Regions from separate parts of the Triticum aestivum genome. Here region 1 is linked to region 2. Evidence: chromatin contacts called from public Hi-C data. All regions are on one chromosome and are shown on one strand. Each heading gives the region's core, a stretch centred on a gene start, on an enhancer-like site or on the middle of the called end of the contact. The rest is flanking DNA. Distances are from core to core; before and after follow the strand shown.

Region 1 (2,700 bases), core at 39-2,538, 810 kb before region 2:
AAATATCTGCCACTAAACGATTAGATTTCCATCAGGATACCAAAGGATGAAAGGAAAATCCAGTATTCCACTTAATCCACTTACATAAGAAAAAACAACAGCAACCAATGTCACACCCATTGCTAGAAATAAACCCTTCTCCCTCTTCTAAACAAAGGGCCTGCCATTAGAAGATACTTTCAAGGCCAAGGAATCATCTTAACAGCATTCCCACTCTTCACAGGCATTAATCATCCATGTAGAGATCAGGTGGATCAAGAGCAATACACCCCACTATACCATAACGCAGATCTTATGGAACGGTCAGACACAGAAGGAACTGGTTCATGAAACTAAAACCTTATTCTTAACTAGTAGATCAACAACACACTCTCATTCCACAACTGAAGACACTGTATCAGGAATCATGTCCAGCAAAAACACTAAAGCATTCTAACATTTTACTACTCTTGCCGCATTCATTCTCAAGCATACCGATCTTATCAACAAGAGGAATGAAGCCAACATATATAAATAAAGTAGGGGAATGCGGGTAAAGCATACAGGTCGGGTTTGTCGGAAGTCTTCTCGGTGAAGTTGCCGCGGAAGGGGAAGACCGACTCCCAGATCCTCTCCACGACATCGGACGTGTCAACGTCGAAGTAGGGCTTGTAGGCAGCTACGGAGAACATCCGGAACCAGCCGCCCTGCGCGGCATCGTCCGACCCACCATCGCTACCCCTGCCTCCGCCGCCCCCTCCAACCTTGGACGAGAAGGTGTCTGCACAGCCGCTAGAACAAAGTCAGATCCGCAATGGAGATCCGATGTCAGAGCAGAGAGTGGAGAGGAGGAGATCTGATCTCACCGTCGGAGTCAGTGGGCGGGCGGTAGGCGCCAGAGATCTTGCCCTTGGCTTCTGAGGGTGGGAAGGTCTGGAGGTTGGACTCAGTGAACTTGATGGTCTGCGGATCTGGCCCCGTCGCCGCCTGCGCGAGACGTGAGAGGTGAGGCGCGAGAAGAGATGGACGGTGGGCGAGGGGTTGATGAGTACTTACCGGGACGGATCCGGAGGCCTTGGGATCGTCGAGGGCGGAGTAGCCACCGCCGGACATCATCTTGACCGGCGACGGAAACAGCCGCGGCGGAGGATCGGGGAAGGGAAGCTTCGGGGCGGAGCAAGCGTCCCGCAGCGGCAAGGTGAGAGTTAGGCGGGCCGGCCGCGTAAAGAGATGGGTGGATGTCTTCTCGGATCTTGTTGCGGCTGTTATAAACCCGCGCCTTCTTGCCAAGTTTTTTTAGGTGAACTAGGGATTTTATTCCAAAGATAACACAGAAGGAATACAAGTGATATTCGGTAGGATCCCTAGCCACAAGCGGCGACCAGAAGGGAGAGCTGAAGCAGCCTTTGCAATGGCATGAGCTTCAGCATTGGCCTTCCTACACTCATATCTAAAACTAGCACTCACAAAATCTTTCATAGACTCTCTAATTTCACTAATAACTACAGCATAAGATGATAGCACATTCCCTCTGATGTCCGAGACCACTTGCATACAATCAGAACCTATGATCACGTGTGAGAGGTTGAGGTCCTTTGCCAGAGCTAATGCCTCGCTGCACGCAAGTGCTTTCAGATTCGCTGCCCAAATACCTCCCTTCTTTGTCCCTGCTTATCGCCGAGACTGCACCCCTTTTGCGTTCCGTGAGATTGCACCATCCACATTGATTTTAACTACCTCCCCCTCTGGCGCCTTCCACCTGTGGGATCGCTGCTGTGGTGGCCGTCCAGCTGCAGGTTTGCTCATGGAGACAATGTCAAGATCCTCTAGGTATCTGTTGATAAAACACATAGTGGACAAGGGGCTTTGAAATTCTTCCTCATGGATCGCTTTCCTCCTTGCCCACCAGATGGCCCACATGGTGACCAAAACTTTTGCCAACTCCGTCTGTTCCACTGTATCAAACAGCCAAAAGAGCCACAATCTGGGATCATCGGATTGATTAGATAGAACATGCTCCACGGTCTCCTCATCACCCAGCGCCCACACACACCTTGCCATCCGGCAGTCAAAAAGTGAGTGTCTCCAAGTATCATTCTCCGCACCACACAAAGAACAAGCTGCCGAGTCCGCCATCTTCCTTCCATGCCTTGTGGAACCAATCGGCAAGGACGTATGTGATAGCCTCCATACAAAAATTCTGAGTTTTGAGGGGACTTTGACCTTCCATAGCAAGGACCACGACTTATTCTCCCGAGCTGGATTCGAGTGGCCTCCCCTGTGTTCTAGCCAAACTTCCCGTTGAAATTTGATAGCGTTGATCATCCTATATGCCGACCGGACCGAGAAAAATCCCTTTCTGTCATAGTGCCATGCCCAGAAATCTGGTTGCACCCTCGAACTCAAAGGTATATTAAGAATAACATCGACATCCGGTGCAAGAAAGTGTTGTTCTATCACATCCCTCCTCCACGTCCTTGTTACGGGATCAATGAGTTCTGAGACAAATTGTGGTGGGTTTGTCGATATTTGACAGATAGGCCTCAACCTGTAATCACGAGGTAGCCAGTTATCCTCCCAGATGCGCGTACCTATCCTAGAACCAATCCTCTTAATCAGTCCAAGAGCAAGAATGTCTCTTCCCTCAAGTATCGAGCGCCACACCTGTGACGGGTGAGATCCTAAGGTTGCATCAAGAATGTCCACCAAAGGGTAATACCG
Region 2 (2,901 bases), core at 292-2,791:
AGCAGAGAGGTAGACGCGACGGGAGATAAGGTATCCGAGGCCACCTGCCCCAGACCCCGTCCCAACAAAGAAAAGGACACGGGAGCCACCTGCCCCGAATCCCCTACCTCAGCAGGAGAAGAGCAACCCGAGGCCGCCTGCCCCGGGACTCCTCCCGACAAACCAGCCAGGGCCACCGGCGTCACGTCCTGAGGAGGTATAGCGTGCTGAGCACGAGAGGGAGTGGCCACCTGCCGACTCTCCTCCTCCTCTCCCCAGGCCGAGGTCGACGAGGCCCCAAGTTCTCCAGGAAAAGTGCACATAGAATCCTCAAACCCCAAAGCAGGCAACGCGAGCTCAGAATCCTCCTCGGACTCGACCCGATCACTCCACAGCCTCGGGGGTGCAGAAGAGGGTCCGAAAGACCCAAATCTCAGAGTCGTCGTAGGCACCGAGGAGGGTGGGGCTGCTCCATCCCCGGTCGCCGCGGTCTCAGACCCTGGTCCCTTGGACAACTGTCGTCCAGAGTCCTCGACCAGCGGCTCCTCAGCTCCCGCGCTGCCGTCACCCTCGTGCATATCCACATCGGACTCGTGAGCCGCCGCAGCCAGAAGGTTCTCATCCTCAAACTCAATAATCAGATCATTGCGTTCATGTATGAGAGTGTGCATCTGTACTGGGTTAAAAAAATCCACATCGTGGATCTAATTTCTCCGTGGGAAAGCGACCCAAGATAAAAAAATATGAAATTAGTTTAAATGCACATCATCAGTACATGTAAGAAAAGATAAGATAGACCAATGGATGAAGAGAAATTGAACCAACTGGGGCGAGAATTCGCCTGAAAAGACTTTTGTACACGTGATTGGGTGGCCATGAATAATCTATCGGTCATTGCTCATGTCGACACCCCTAACGAAACGAATGGGCGATGCAATCTCAGATGAGCCGTTGGATGGAGGAACCGACGGTCGCAGCCGCCGTTGTCGTCGCCGGGCCTTATCGTCCTAGCTGGACACGATTTGTTTAACCACACCCATCCAAAGTAGACACTATATAATTAACAATCAGAGACTACTAGTACTAGTCGTAGTAGTATACTCTGCAGCTGCAAGTGGCTGCAGGCGGCTGCCCTCTTCGTAATATCATACTATCACTGGCAAAAAACGAACCTACCGCGGCAAGAGCAGCCTCGAATCGAATAGTTCCGGGACATGCATGTTGACCACTGCCCGCCTCGGCCTCGGCCTCGACGCAGAGACAAAAGCCCCGCTGATGCCAGGAAGCTCCCCCGTGTAAACACGCGCGTGAAAAATGAAGAGCTCGAAAGCTCAGTTTCATTATCTAGCAGTTCGACGACCACCACATCCCGTGCCGGGTCCAAGCTCGCACAGTGCACCGGACCTGTACAAAATGTGTCAAGGTCAAGGACTCGCTCAAGGTAGGTGAGGCGAAACTCGATAATGTGGCTCGCTGGCGTGGTCTTCCTCCTCACCAGCCTCAACCATTCCCTTCTCTTCTCCTGGGCGTATATATAAGGACGCCTTCGTCTGCTCCCTTCCTACCAGTTCGTACCCCAAGCCAAACCAGCCCCCTGTCGCAAGGCAAGGAGGAGCTGCGCAACAGAGCTAACCCAAGCCAGTGCAGAGAGTGATCAACGGAGGAGGAAGAGGAAGATAAGTAAGCAAAGGCGAAGATGGATCGAGAGATCCACCGGGTGACGAGCCTGCGGCGGGACAGCTCGCTATGGCGTCGCGGCGACGACGTGTTCTCGCGGACGTCGTCGCGGTTCCAGGAGGAGGAGGACGACGAGGAGGCGCTGCGGTGGGCGGCCCTGGAGCGTCTGCCCACGTACGACCGGGTGCGGCGCGGGATCCTGACGGTGGAGGACGGCGGGGAGAAGGTGGAGGTGGACGTGGGCCGGCTGGGCGCCCACGAGAGCCGGGCGCTCATCGAGCGGCTGGTCCGCGCGGCCGACGACGACCACGAGAACTTCCTCCTCAAGCTCAAGGAGCGCATGGACAGGGTGGGCATCGACTACCCCACCATCGAGGTGCGGTTCGAGAAGCTGGAGATCGAGGCCGAGGTGCGCGTCGGCAACCGCGGCCTCCCCACGCTCATCAACTCCGTCACCAACACACTCGAGGTAAAGCCGCCTGCACAAAAGGTTCAGTTCCTCTGCGAAACCGATGCCACAGTCCATGGCGGCTTAGCTTCAATTTGTCTTTGTTTTTCTCCACACCATTGGAACAAGCATGTTGATCATAGTTAATGATGACCTGCTCCGTTAACTAATCAGTCCTGGCTTGGCTGAGCCCGAGCACTGGTGCATGGTAGGACCAATTAGTCGATGAGTATGGGCTGCTTTTGGTGCCGCTGGTTCCGCGATGGAGGCGAGTGACAGTGCTCTCTCGTTTTTCTTATGGTTATATACACTGCTCGACAGCGACGCTGCGAGAATTGAAGCCAAGTAGGGGCTTTGTTTTCTCGTTCTTGCGATTGCAACTTGCGAGCGAGCTGTATGCTTTTGGCTCATCAGCGAGCAAGCAATGCGGTAGGTGAGTCGCCTCTCGGCGCGTGATATTTTCTTGGCTTCACAAACGACCAAGCACACACGTTGCAGAATTACTACCGTTTCGGCTACTTGTCCTGCACAAAATATTACTCTGACCGTGTCTCGCTTTCGAGGCTTTTTCTCTGCCTAGCCGCCACCTAATAATATTCAAGTCCTAATTCTTTCTCCTTTCAAATTGTACTAAGTCCTACTAATATTTTTTCTGTTCCAAAGATAAATGTTTTTTTATAGACAAGAAAAAGGATCTTAGGAGTGTACTAAATTTCTTCTAGCGTAAAGTAGCCCAACAAGTCCAAACTGTTGCGACGCCGGGCTCGGCCCGCAACAGAGCGATAATACTAGACACA

What was found. Hi-C and Micro-C count contacts between places; a contact is called where the count stands out from the background.
Region 1: a contact with region 2 is called in a Hi-C map of leaf, with 5 times the contacts expected there. The contact joins the promoter of LOC123070095 here to the promoter of LOC123070093 in region 2. A contact is called at or near these places in 2 of 5 Hi-C or Micro-C datasets (both in leaf).

What each region holds. Positions count from the first base shown.
Region 1 is chr3B:407,874,422-407,877,121 of IWGSC CS RefSeq v2.1, reverse strand. LOC123070095 (protein YIPF1 homolog) reads right to left here and starts at 1,288. Exons shown (of 5, transcript XM_044493118.1): 1 at 1,036-1,288; 2 at 846-966; 3 at 544-760. The coding sequence starts at 1,095.
Region 2 is chr3B:407,069,052-407,071,952 of IWGSC CS RefSeq v2.1, reverse strand. It overlaps LOC123070093 (ABC transporter G family member 37), which reads left to right and starts at 1,541. Exons shown (of 20, transcript XM_044493116.1): 1 at 1,541-2,125. The coding sequence starts at 1,676.